2 separate regions of the Mus musculus genome follow, and region 2 is linked to region 1. Evidence: chromatin contacts called from public HiCAR-type data. All regions are on one chromosome and are shown on one strand. Each heading gives the region's core, a stretch centred on a gene start, on an enhancer-like site or on the middle of the called end of the contact. The rest is flanking DNA. Distances are from core to core; before and after follow the strand shown. Region 1 overlaps D030068K23Rik (RIKEN cDNA D030068K23 gene). Region 2 overlaps Zfhx3 (zinc finger homeobox 3).

Region 1 (6,812 bases), core at 1,485-3,984:
GATTTCTATGTGACACAAAAAGGAATCTTATTTTTCAGTTAAAGTAAAATAATCTCCCCAACTCCCCTCATTGCAACTGCACAACTCTCACCCTGGCCTGCTATCCTTATAACTTGGCCTCTCTATGCTCACAACAGACACATACTCTTGCCAACCTCAGAAACAAGTTAACACAAGATAACCCCTGGTTCCTGACAGCCTTTTCCACAGCCACTCACTTTTCTTGGGCCAAGTTTGTTATCCCTAGTTTTTCCTCTTTATTGTATTCGAAGAGTTTCATAGATCATTTCTACTGTTATTTTCTCACTTAAAAATGTTATCTGGTTCAAACTCTTCTAGATTTCTGACAGTTAGGGTGTGTGTGTGTGTGTGTGTGTGTGTGTGTGTGTGTACCCACAGAACCACAGGATGTCCAAATATTTGATCAAACATTACTCTGTTCTATCAAAGGTGTTTTGGTTGAGATCAGCATTTAAATCAGTCGACTGAATAACATGGATCATGTAAGAGGGCCATACGCAACCCACCAAAGGCCTGAGCATAGCAAAAAGCCTATGTTCCTCAGACAGAGAAAATTCTCCTGCTCTTCATGGCTCTCTACAGCAATGTTCAGCTCTCAGACTTAGTCAGGGACGCCTGCTTTGCAGAAATTCACACTCCATAGTTTTTTGGGGGTGTTTGTGTATGTGCATGTACATGGACTATCTCTTGAAAACCTTGATTAATAATCTGTCCACTCTAACTCTTGTTTTTGTTTTTCTGAGACAGGGTTTCTCTATGTAGCCCTGGCTGTCCTGGAGCTCACTCCGTAGACCAGGCTGACCCCAAACTCAGAAATCTGCCTGCCTCTGCCTCCCAAGTGCTGGGATTAAAGGCATGCACCACCATGCCCGGCCACTCTAACTCTTAATACCACTTTCTAGATAATTTTTATTATATCAACAAATTTTATGAAATTATCTAAATCCTTCTATCAAAATTGATGTGTATGTATTAGATACACACACATACACATATATATCTTTACTTGCTGTTACACATGTATTACATAACAATATATAAAAAGAGATTATCTATTTGAAAGAGAACAAGGCATGGAGTACCTTGGAGGGTTTGGAAGAAAAAAAGGTAAGGGGAAGATGATATAATTTTAATCTCAAAAACTAAAAAAATGGTATTTAAAAATTGATATTTATCTATACTGCCTATATTTTCTTAGCTCACATTTCTCACCAGCTGGGATGTTCAGTACTAGAACAAAACACCTGCTTATTTGCCTCAAAAGAAATAACAAAGATGACCGATAATGCAAAATATAACTTATGAAGTTTAAGATTGAATGTATGTATTTGTATATATTTACATATGTACATATGATACATATACATATTAAATAAATACATTTACATCTCACCTAAAACCTAACATATATTTTAATGTATTTGTTTTTATTTAAACAAATCACACTTGTATTAAAATGGATTTTTATATCAAAGTATTCATCTTCTTTGTTCTTTTATCCTTAAAAGTTAGGGTACTAAACGCAATTATAAACAAAGTTATCCGAGGTGATTTAAAGGCCCAGTTGGCAAAATGTCTTATGTTTGATGAACTGCATGCTTTATGTTGTTTAAACCTCGTTCAATTGCTTTGCTAAAAGTAAGTAGCAACTCCGAGCACGCCATCTGGTGAGGGTCTCTCTTTGGACCAAGCCGGAAAAGGAAGTAAAGGAATTTTCATTTATTCCATAGTTGTGGTTGCAAAACTGCAATCACAATATGTTTCTAATGCAATAATATAAGTGGGGCTTCAGAGCTCAGAGACCTCGTGAGATCTGATTCAAAGGTCTGGAATATTTAAGGCCGTATCTCATCACCAGGGGAAGGAAGGCTGTTTCCGTTTCTAGCTTTCCTATGACTTGGAAGAAAGAAATAATAATCCAGGAAATTGAAGTCTATGAGCTGGAAAATATGAATTTGATCTTTTAAAAAGCATTCATTAAAAAAATAATAATAGGTGGTTCCTTAATGATAGACCACGGCCCATCAGAGACGTCTAAGGAGAAGATAATCAGATGGGATCTGATGGCGTCACTGTGTGTGCACATCTCTGCTGATACAAAATGCTGAAACTGGTTCTTCTTCTGTCTTTTCATTTTGTTTTGTTAATAATGATTTTTGTCCAAGCCTTGATCCAGTCCAATGACTAGAGAATGGAACTTCCCCCCAGCTCTCTGGGGACTCCATTCCAGAGACTAATAGATTTCACTGTCAGAAAACATTTCCCGGATTCCGTCTTAAATTTCCGTTACTTAATTTCATCCCAGTACTTAACCATAAAGCCTCTTAACCTACCTTTAAAGTGACTTGACTTCCATGATGTTTACGTCTTTTGAATATTTGTGAAGTGCTGTAACTGGACGTAATAGAAAAAATGAACGAACAACATGTTTTCCTTTAATCTTTCGGTGTAAGTTAAAGTCTGAAGCTTGCCCTACATTTATTTTCTAGTTTGAACATTAGGCAATTTGCTTAACTGAATCAAGTGTGGGGCCACAAACTGGTATTCTCATTGTGATCTCGGCAGTGCTAGTAAAAGAACTTAGCTTCCAGCGATGTGATGCGGAGCTCTTAGATGTACATACTAAAATCTCACTGACTGATCTCACCGAGGACCGTGTTGCGAGACCATACATAATTTGCTGACACTATCATCACGAATCAAGTCCCTTGGCAGTACGACTTGCCAAGCACCGTCTAGGCTGCCAACAGAATGACTGTGTTTCTGTTTATTCTCTCCAGATGTACTTTCTAGCTGCATTTTTCCAGGTTGAATCACATTTCATTTCCTGCCCATATTTCTAACCACTTTAGGTCTCTTTTATGTGCCCTCTCTGGTTTTGTCAACACCATCCGATTCACCATCGTCTGTAAATTAAATTAACATGATGTGTACCCTCTCGTATAAATCATTAATGAAGTTTCTCTACAATTTGGTTTTTTAATCTGATCCTACTTAATGTTTGTCGTCCTCATGTTTTCTTAAGACTATAGCACTTCCGCCATATAATACGTTGTTTTACTTGCGAATGGCAGACTAACACAGATAAAGCTCAGAGCTGCTATTTCCTTCTTGAGTATTAGTGTAAAATTATCTTTATTGTTGAACAAGATGAGGTTTTACTTACAGTCCTCTGTCCCTCATAATTGCTACATTTTTCATCAGTGGTCTCATACCACATGGTGACATAAAATTGTCAAAAGAATCTTCAGGACAAATTTTACTGTGCAGGGAGCTATTTTAATCTTGTATCACAATTTACAGTAATACCATTCTGCCATTAAAAAAAAAGAAAAGAAAAGAAAAAATGTTTTCATTTCAACTATTTGGAATCAGTAAGCTGAATCAAGATGAACGGTTCCTAGAAAATAAGTGTTTCATTGTTTTTTTCATTTATAGCTGCTGTTTCTTTTTATTTTGTCAGTTATTTTTAAATCCTCTGCTATTCTAAAAACTACTTTTAAACTTTAGCCTTGAATTGGGCGTAGTAATACACACCTTCAGTCCTAAACTCAGGAGAAAAAAGCAGGTGGATCTCAAGGCGGGCCTGGTCTACGTAGAGAGTTCCAGATCAGCAGGGCAGCAGGGGCTACAAAGTGAGACACACACACACTCTCTCTCTCTCTCTCTCTCTCTCTCTCTCTCTCTCTCCATATATATATATATACACACACATACATACATATACACATACACATACACACACACACACACACACACACACACACACACACACATATAAATTTGGGGTCTTAATGGGTCAACGTGCTTACCACCAGGCATGATGATCTGACTTTGTTCCCTAGAATTAGAGTTGATTCCTAGAGCTTGTTCTCGAACTTCTACAGGTATCCTGTTGCGTGCACCCTTACACATACATAAAACATACACACGCTAAATATAAAAGGAAAAGATAACACGTATTTTATAAGAAAAGCCTCTTCTTTCCCATAGGGGCAACCCTTGGTATGAGCTTTATGAAATTATAATTTATCCATGTAATCCCACAGCCAGGCAGCAATGCTTCAAACATTGAATATCTTGGATGCTTTGGGTTATTAGTTTCCATTTCATATGAGTTAATTATTTTTTCCCTATGTGTTTTCTATTTTCCTGCATGAACATCTTGCCATCTGTTTCTAATAATCTTGAAATTCTTGTCCTCAGAAGTTCCTCACCTAAATCCCCAGTGTTAGCTCTACATACCAGCGTTTCTTCTCTTAAACCCTTAGCCTTACCATGTGTCTTGGAACTTGAGCTAGGAATTTGAGCTGCCTTTTTCTCATTTGTAGGTAGATACATATTTTAAGAGCATATTAATGGTCTAATTATGGAAAATACATCTGATTGCACTAAGTCAATAAGAGGAACCCTTAACCTAGTTTTTTCAGCCAATTCTCATATTTCATTTTATTTGTTAAAAGGCTAAATATATGGGCACCTAAATATAAAAGTCTACATTTATTTCCTCAAAAAATTAAATACCCCCTATTTTTAGGTTATCAAATCTGTATTTGCATAGTCCCTTTGCTGTTACTATTTCAATTTATTTTCTATTTCTCATTTCCAGATGCATGCAGCAATCTAACACATTTCTGTTTTTAAGTCAAAGCTTATCTTGGTTTTCACCATTGAATATGGCTATTATACAATAAAACGCTAACAAAGCTAGGACTCATTTGTATTTTATCAGCTATCTTACCATTGCTTTAAAGGTACATGTGTCAGTAATACACATTTGGAGAAAGAGAGTCATCGCCACATGGTTTGTAGTAGGAAAAAAAAAACCAGAAACAATCAAAATGACGAATTATTAGGGAACTGGATAACTGTAACCTAGCTCAATAGTACATAAAAGTGCTATAAACTTCACTGAAATTGGCAAGTGCCAATTTAGTTTCTCAGTGAGAGTCTCTCTGCCCTCTAAGACCTGAGATTTAAATGTCAAGCAACTTGTGGGTACCCAGTGATACTTTAGTGGCAAGCAGTTATAAAAGACATGTCATTCCATATAAAGAGAAGAATTTCTGGGGTATCATTTACTCTCAGAGCATCTCACTGGATGAATCCGATTCCAGACTTTGAAATGACATCTTGGCTTAGCTTCTTCCCCAACCCCTTTCTGCTTCCCTATCTTCTGTGAGCATTCCCTCAATAAGACATTGCACAAGACTCCCTACTTTGAACTGATCTGAAGGGGCACAACTTGAGAGTTGTGTCAGCAGTAGACAGGAAGGGGGGAGAGTTTAGAATACACCACTTGTCAGATGCCAGTGAGGATTCCAAATTAGTGGTCTCTGGTTGGAGGCAAGCTACTGCAGTACAACTGTTATGGAATTCAATTGGGGACTAGAATGGGACACATATTAAAAAAAAAAAACAAAAAACAACTCTAATTGGCATGTGCTGTAGTTTCAGGAGACAAATAAAGACAAACAGAAATATTATGGAATAGGATGGTTGTTATATGAACTAACGAGAACATGGAGGGAGGAATGATGGGATTGGAGTAACTAATTACCAATTTAAAACAATGTAGGAGACAATGAAGAGATGACTTAGCAGTTAAGAGCACTTGTAGCTCTAGCAGAGGATCCAGGTTTGGTTCCCAGCACCCACAAGGCAGCTCACAACCACCTGTAACTCCAGTTTCAGATCAACCCAGATTCTGATCTCTGAGGACTCTTGTACACATGTGATTTTTTTTAAGTAGATTTTTTTTTCTAGTTTTGTTTTTATGTTTTTGAGACAGGGTTTCTCTGTGAAATAGCCCTGGCTATACTGAACTCACTTTGTAGACCAGGCTGGCCTCGAACTCACAGAGATCCACCTGCCTCTGCTTCCTGAGTACTGATGTTAAAGGTGCGTGCCACTCTACCTGGCTAACTAGGTTTTTTTTTTTTTTAACGTAAAATTCAAAAACATTTATCTCTGGATCATTTTCATAGCAAAATAAATAAATGAAAACATTTCATATAAAATGTCTTAGTCACCATGCAAGTGTTTCACATAATAGAAGGCAAGTGAGCCCAAGCATAGTTTCCCTGCTTCTAAATAAAGAGATAAAACTAGATATGTTAGCAGTTAGAAGACCTCTCACATTGGTTCCCTGACCTATGGAACAAAAGTTATCATACACAACAAAGTTCCATAAAATACTCTATACTCTATCCATTAGCAAGTGAGGAAAATAAGTTAAAAGTATTGTGTTTCTACAGGGACTACACAAAGCTCAGCCTTATCTTTTAAAAAGTTAAAGAACAGAATACAAAGGGTTAATTTTATTGTCAGCTTTTCCTAACCATAATGCTTTTGGTCAGTTTTAGATACTTCTTTTTTCTTCTTTAATTTATTTTTTACATTCAATATTCCATTCCACACCCCCACCATCCACCCTCGACTGCTCCACATTCCACACCTCTTACTAATGTATATTTCCCTCTGTGCCAGATTCGGCATGGCCACAGAAAGAACAGTATGACATGGTTTCCTGTCCAGGAGCAGAGCCAACACAACATGGGACTTCTCGAGTGCTGACAGTTGCTGTAGGAATAAGGTTTGTTTGTATAATAATGTTAATAAAAATATATTTTACTTTATGTTCCTCTTTCAAGAAATGTTCTCCCTGCTAAGGTTAATGATTCCATGATAATCAGAAACAGCACGATTCTGAGAAGCAAGACTATATCTCTGTAACACTGAGACCTTCAGGACAACCCTTAAGGCTGTTGGAAAGAACTCTGAAAACATGA
Region 2 (6,812 bases), core at 3,129-5,628, 410 kb after region 1:
TCTGCCCTGGCGATTCTTCCCTAGAGAGTGGGTGGTTAGCTCAGTGGGAGAACTTGTGCTTGCCACACGTCCCTGGGTTCAAGTCCCAGCACCTGGTGGTGGAGGGAGATGCTTACCTAGAACTTAATACACTGCTCCATGATATTATTAATAATTCTAACTCACCCACACCCACCACCACCCCCAAAAAATCAGTTCCACTAAGTTCTTAAGAATACCTCTAGAACCAGGCATAGTGGCACACGCCTTTAATCCCAGCACTTGGGAGGCAGAGGCAGGTGGATTTCTGAGTTCAAGGCCAGCCTGGTCTACAGAGTGAGTTCCAGAACAGCCGGGGCTACACAGAGAAACCCTGTCTCGAAAAACCAAAAAATAAAAAAAATTAAAAAGTAAAAAGAATACCTCTAGAGTCTGGCCAAGAAATGAACCATCTGCATGACCCTGGTTAGTAGAAAATGCACCCACAGATGGAAAACGCACTCCAGAAACCGAATCAGGATTCCTTGCTCCCCTAAAAACTGCCAAAAAAGTCACAATGAAGCCATGAGGCCTGTCATCTGGCTCCATTTTTGACGCTATGTCACAGACCAGTCATTCCCACATCCCCTGATCATCTCTAGTACAAGGAAGGTGGAGAGGAAACCACCACCATGCACACTTTCCTGCCTGTCCCCTCTAAGTGACCAACACACCACGCCCATCTAACTGTAACCTTTGCTTCCTTCTACACTGCCTGAGCTCATCCGCCACAGACTCACGTGAAGACCCTTTACATACTCTCTCCTCCTTTCTCTCTCAACTTCTACCCTTAGGAGCTCAACATACTATAGTTTTAGCCAAACAATAAATACCACACTGCTTGGGAAGGAGAGAGGCTTCTAAAGTTTGCATCTAAGCCTCCCTCCCTATTTCTAAGAGATGGTCTTTAGTGAGACAGGTAGAGATAACATAAGATGTCAGTGTGTAGCGCTGGCATCACCTTTACCCTCCAACCACACACTTCCAGACCCACCAACTACAGCAGCTCCCCCACAGCACCCCACTGTGAGTTAAAGACCAGCCTTCCAACATGCCCGCATCTGACTTATCTGGATCTGGGAGTGTATTGCCTTATATGGCAGAAGAGACCTTGAAGATGGGATAGAGTTAAGGATCTCCAAATAGGACACATTATCTTGGATTATCAAGATGGCCCTGCTGTAATCACAGGGTTCCTTAAGTCAGGGACAAAGGACAAGACCCAGTGCACAGGTAAAAACAGAATGAAGCAGAGAGGCATGTGGGGGAAAGATCAGCAGCCAAGGAATGCGGGTTTCCCCGGGAACGTAGGAAGATAAGAACACGCTTCACAGAACTCCAGAAGGATCCACCCTACCTCCAACCCGGTCAAGCTGATGCTGTAAATTTCTGGAGCTCTGGCTGTGAGACAATGTGTGTTAGCTTAGAACACCGAACTTGTACTCACTCCTTACACCACCAATAAGAAAATCTAACATAATCCTCCTTGATTTAAGGAACAAGGACACTCCTGACAACCTCAGGAGAGTCACACCTGTCTCTAGCTCCTGGGAGCTAACTGGACCTAATTTTCCCCCCTATCATTCAAAAATACAGTCACAGAAACCCTAAGTTCAAGTACTTAGTAAAAAACCTCCCAGGATAGCCTACTGAATATGAGATTGACAAATATCCAAAACAAGCCAAAGAAACATTTTTTACTTGATCCAATATAAGACCCTGAGCTAAAATAAAACAATCAAGACAGTTCTCTTCCCAAGTGGGCAGATACTAGGCCAACCAACCTTGCCCAATAAATACATCCCACAGGTGGGCTGGCCTATAGCCTGGCCACGATGCCAGCCCAGCAGCCTGTCTGAAGAACTGGAAAGCCAAGCCCGTGCCCACTGGGCTCCTGAAGACAAAGAGAGGAGGCGGTTCAGGAAGGTGGTGGCATCCTGCCCGCCTCAGTGGTAGCCTGGGGCCATTGGATCTCGCCATCTCTCCAGCACCTGAAAGGTGTGAGCCAGGCAGCCCAACCACATCAGAAGCTGGCTGCCCGCCGGCCCCAATTGCCCAACACCTCCAGAGGAACCAGCTTTCCAGGACTAGATTTTACACACCACTCAGGGACAGGCCATTTGGGGCCAAATGGAGGTTCAACAGTATACAGGACAGCCCACCAAAGGCCAGGCAGACAGAAAATGTATTGCTGTAGAGCAACTACCTAATGGTTCCCATGCTTTGACTGTTCTCACATTGCACAGTGAATCCTACTAGGGCCTTAGTCCTAATGTACTCAGTTCTTTCCATCACAGGCCAGACATCTACCCAGGTGAAACACCCCCAAACCCATGCTCCCAATTCTCCTGGTTGACTCTTTCCCAGTCTTCATGTTAACAACTGACCAATAATAATAATAATAATAATAATACATTAACAAAAATACATGATCTATTACAGTATGGTTTTCAGGTTTGGGATAAGTGAGATTACTCAATAGGATTTAAACATTCATGTTTGGTGGCTTGTACAAGGCACCACCTCAGGCAAGGCAATAGAGTTTTTGAAAACTAACCACGATTCCATAAAAGGTTCTTGCTCAGTCTCCTGGCTTGTGAAAACATGACCATGTATCCTGAAAAGGGAAGGTGAGTTTCGGCCAGCACGGCTTCTGATTGGTCGAGGTGCAGAGACTGCACTACTTGACCAGTTTCCTTTCACATACACACACCTTTGTTTCTTCTGAAGTGCCCACTCCTAAAAGTCAGCCCCCCGACCCTCATCTTCCTTAGATCGTACCATATGACAAACGCATGGCCTCCTTTAAAGCCCAAAACACCAGCACCAACTCCTCCCATATGAACGTCCATCGATAGTCAATCTTTAACCTCTGCTGGAACTAAGTAAGACTGTCCTCTCACGCCCTGGTGAGAAGAGCGTCACTCAGGCAGAATGCCCCTACTCCTGTGTTAATAGTGGACCTGGTATCTGCCATCCAAGTTCAGGTACATATCCACCATGTTGGCTGGTCACTTCTCATCCTTAAATACAGCTTTGATATGACACAGGGACACTAGAAGACAGTGATTAGCATGGTACCCCGAGCCAGATTTGGGGTTTCCTGTACACTTGGGCAACAAGCACACAGGGTGGGGGTGGGGAGAAGCGTCTTGTCTTTGTTTGGGTCCAGAGAGGCGGGTACGGAAAGATGCCCCAGAAGAGTATCCTCTCCTGGCTGAAGGAGAAGAAATGCTTAAAGGATTATCTGAAAACATTCCAAGTTCACTCCTGTCCTCTATCCTCGTGGTGGCCCCAGCCAAGCCATTGAGATCTTGCCAACACAGTTCTTTCCTATATTTTCCTGGGCTCCCCCATCAAGGCCCTGGCTGGCTAGGTAGCTAAATGATGCCTTCTCTTATCCCCTAACCTGTCTTTTTAGGAACCCTAGCCCAACCTACCCTGACAGTTCCAGCTCCTAGTGAGCTATTGAGCACTGTCCTGAGGACACACTCTGCTAGGCCTTTGCACCTGCAGGCAGCACCTGCAGGCAGCACCTGCAGATAGCACCTGCCCAGGCACAGCCCTTCATGCAGTCTAATTAAAAAAAAAAAAAAAAAAAGATACTCTGCCTTTGGGGACATCAGGAAAGATAAGCCAAGAAGCAAAGGCTAAAAGAATCTGGTCAGCTCCATTGACATTTTGACTTAGCTCTGAGAACATGTGCCACGGAGGTCTGACATGTATATAATCCAGCTGCTAGAGTGCTTGTCTAGCAAGCAGGAGGCCCCCTGGGTCCCTTCCCCAGGTCTGAGTAACATGTGCCTGCTGGTGCACACCTGCACTCCCAGGGGCAGAGCAGAGGCAGGAGGAGTGGGGAGTTCAAGACCATCCTTAGCTAAGTAGTAAGTTCAAGGCCAGCCTGGTATAAATAAAACACTGTCTCGAGAAAAGAGGTACAAGGAAGGCAGAGGAATAGAGGGGGAGAGAAAACAGAACTAGAGAGATGGCTCCATGGCTTACTGTTCTTACTGCTTTTACAAAGTCAGTGCCCAGCACCCATAGGGTACTTCATAGCCCCCAGAGATCTGACACTGTGATTTGTCTTCTGACCTCAGAGTGGCACCAGGTACAAGCATATACAAGTGCTATGTCCAGTGACTCTACACACACACACACACACACACACACACACACACACCCCTTGGAACAAACACACTCTTTCCCCCATCAGTGCCTGATGACATCACCAAGGATGTCATCACTTGGACTCTCCGTTCCCCGCCACCTCCTGGGAACAACACTGTGCCTGCCCACACTGTCCAGACATCTGGAGGGCCTGGCTCACATGGACCGACTGCCTCTGCGCCCTCAAACGAGCCTCCTTGCTCGCACAGGCCTTCCTGTTCCAAAGGGCATGAACAGTGAGTCATCACAGCACACAGAGAGCAACTTCTCCATCCAAAACCTGGACAGTTCCTAGAGAGACGTCTCTGCCTTCCCTCCCTAGCCCTTCTATAAAGCACCCAGGCTTACCCATCCCCACCCACGCTTTCCGAGATCCATCTCTCCTCCTGTACCCACACTGAGGATAGTTTATCCGTTTAGCCCATTGGTTAGAAGAACAAGGGAGCTCTATGACATTCCTGGTGGAGCATACATACCTTAAAAAAAAAAAAAAACCTGTATACTCCAACTCTACCTGTGCCTAATGCTGAGCCTTTAGCCTCTCATGGGGACTAAGGACCCATCCCATGGGAGCTACCGTTCCTCCCCATCGCTGAGAGACAAGATCCACTCCACCCTGTGAATTCTCACACAAATCACTCACATTCTTAGAGGAAGAGGAAGAAGGTTGTGGGAAGTTCACAGCCAGGACAAATACAGGTACTAAGTGTCCCAACACCAAGTACCCTGCAGAGTCCGTCACCAGGACACGAGATTTAATTTTTTTTTTTTTTTGTTTCATCCATCGTAAGGAGGCACGTACAGAAATGTTCCACCTCAAACGAGCACTTCCCAAGGCATCATAACCAAATTTCAAACCACATCAAACAGGATTGCCCAAGGACACCATAAATCGGTTAATGTGGCTTTCATCCTCCTCCCCGAGAAGAGAGAGCTGACCCTGAGTACTTACAAGGGACTTCAAAACAGAAGGACGCCACCTTGAATTGGGAAGGAATGCTATCCCCCAGACAAAGCAGAGAATTATAATAGACAAGCGTCAAGAATGGCCTCCACTCAACTCCCAAGAAAACAATACCAACAAACAAACAAACGAAACCAGAAATGGGAAATGCAGGGCCCAGGGCGCAAATCACTCTGTCACCTGGCTGTCCCGCCAGACAGACCCACAGCATTGATATTGGTGGTGCTTGTCAACCTTAACTCAGCAATTAAATGATCAAAACTACAATCAGGTAGGACTAATCAGGCCAGACACCAGTGGGGAGTCCTCTCTAACAGCTCCTCAGTGCTCCATGTCTTCCTCATAACTCTCACTTAAGGATCAGCTGGCTCAAGGGTAGCCAGGGAGCTACAGGTATGGCTACTGGCCCTTCTACACCCACTGACCTCTAAAGGAGAATGTAACAGAACAGACTGTCTCCCTACAATCCGCCTCCATCCCATCCCTAACTCCCTTTATATTTCCATGCCACCTCTGTCCGGCTGGATTTAAAGCCAGAGGCCAACCGAATGCCGGGTGATCCCCCTAAGACACTGGGCTCCTTGAGTTTCTTGTAGAGCCAGGTTCCCACCCCTGCCTACCCCTCAGAACAACTGCAAGGATTAACAGAAAGGGACCAGGCTCAAGAGCTTTGAAAGGGAAGCTCCTTAGATTCCTCTCCCCTTTCTCCTCAGACACATTGGCACCCTTCCCTGCTACTCATAACTTAACAGTTCAATATTTAAAGTAGCGAACTCCAGAGGTCGAGGCAGCCGTGCTGAGGAACAGGCAGTTGCTCAGTATAGAAAGACAGAGATGGGGCTTGGTATGGTGAGAAAGGTTCCATTCAACAGTATGGGGCAGAAGGGTCAAGAACCTAGGCCAGCTCAGCCAGGTCACAGGGATCTAGTCCTTCTACCGGCAAAAGCCAGCCTTGACCTTTCATTCTCTCCTCCTAAACCCCTTTCAAAAGATACCCAGAGGATGGGAACCTTCAGCGGGTGGAATAGAAGCCACCCAGATTTGTTCACCCACGTCTCGGAATGTGCTTGGAGTTCGTTTTTGAGCATATACGCTAAGCATGTTCATACATGACTAGGGTGGGTCTTAAATCAATGACCTCTGCCACCCTTATGAGGGAAGAGGCCCGAATCGAGTGGGGTACATACCTGTAATCCCAGCTATCCAGGCGGCTGAGGCAGGAGAATCTCAAGTTCAAAGCCAGCAGCCTGCAGGGGCTAGAGAAATGGCTCTGAGATTAAAAGCATTCATAGCTCTTTCAGGGGAGCCAGGTTTGGTTCCCAGCACCTACATGAAGGCTCATAACCATCTGCCAACTCCAAGAGAAACTGAAGCCCTCTTCCAGTCTCTGCGACACCAAGTCCGCAAGGAGCATACACACATGCATGCAGGCAGACATTCATACACATAAATTAAAAAACCTTTATTAAAAAAAAATCATGTACTACAAAGGTCCTGTCTTAAAGGAGGAGGAGGAGGAGAAGGGAGCGAGAGAACAAAGAATAAAAAGGAGAAGAGAGAAGAGAAAGTCAAGACAGAGAACGCAAAGTCAGAAGAAAAGGAAGAAGAGGGAGGAGGAAGAGGATGCAAAGAGACACACGCAAAAAGGCTTTTAGAAGATGGA

The links. HiCAR-type assays count read pairs that join an accessible place to other places.
Region 2: a contact with region 1 is called in a HiCAR-type map of fibro-adipogenic progenitors, with 2.7 times the contacts expected there. The contact joins two enhancer-like sites. A contact is called at or near these places in 1 of 484 Hi-C or Micro-C datasets (the MC38 cell line) and 2 of 115 datasets of contacts at active chromatin or transcription factors (the NIH/3T3 cell line and fibro-adipogenic progenitors).

Annotation. Positions count from the first base shown.
Region 1 is chr8:109,151,628-109,158,439 of GRCm38.p6, reverse strand. All of the region lies in intron 2 of D030068K23Rik (RIKEN cDNA D030068K23 gene), which reads right to left. It overlaps 4922502B01Rik (RIKEN cDNA 4922502B01 gene), which reads left to right. Exons shown (of 5, transcript NR_151498.1): 2 at 6,511-6,616. Among named protein-coding and RNA genes, the nearest start is that of D030068K23Rik, 80 kb to the right of the region's middle. Within about 2 kb of position 2,734, at least 70 of the 459 cell types and tissues checked have an H3K27ac peak or open chromatin away from gene starts, as enhancers often do. A contact at or near this core is called in fibro-adipogenic progenitors, where this site is marked.
Region 2 is chr8:108,740,952-108,747,763 of GRCm38.p6, reverse strand. The region is part of intron 1 of Zfhx3 (zinc finger homeobox 3); the gene reads right to left. Among named protein-coding and RNA genes, the nearest start is that of Zfhx3, 30 kb to the right of the region's middle. Within about 2 kb of position 4,378, at least 51 of the 459 cell types and tissues checked have an H3K27ac peak or open chromatin away from gene starts, as enhancers often do. A contact at or near this core is called in fibro-adipogenic progenitors, where this site is marked.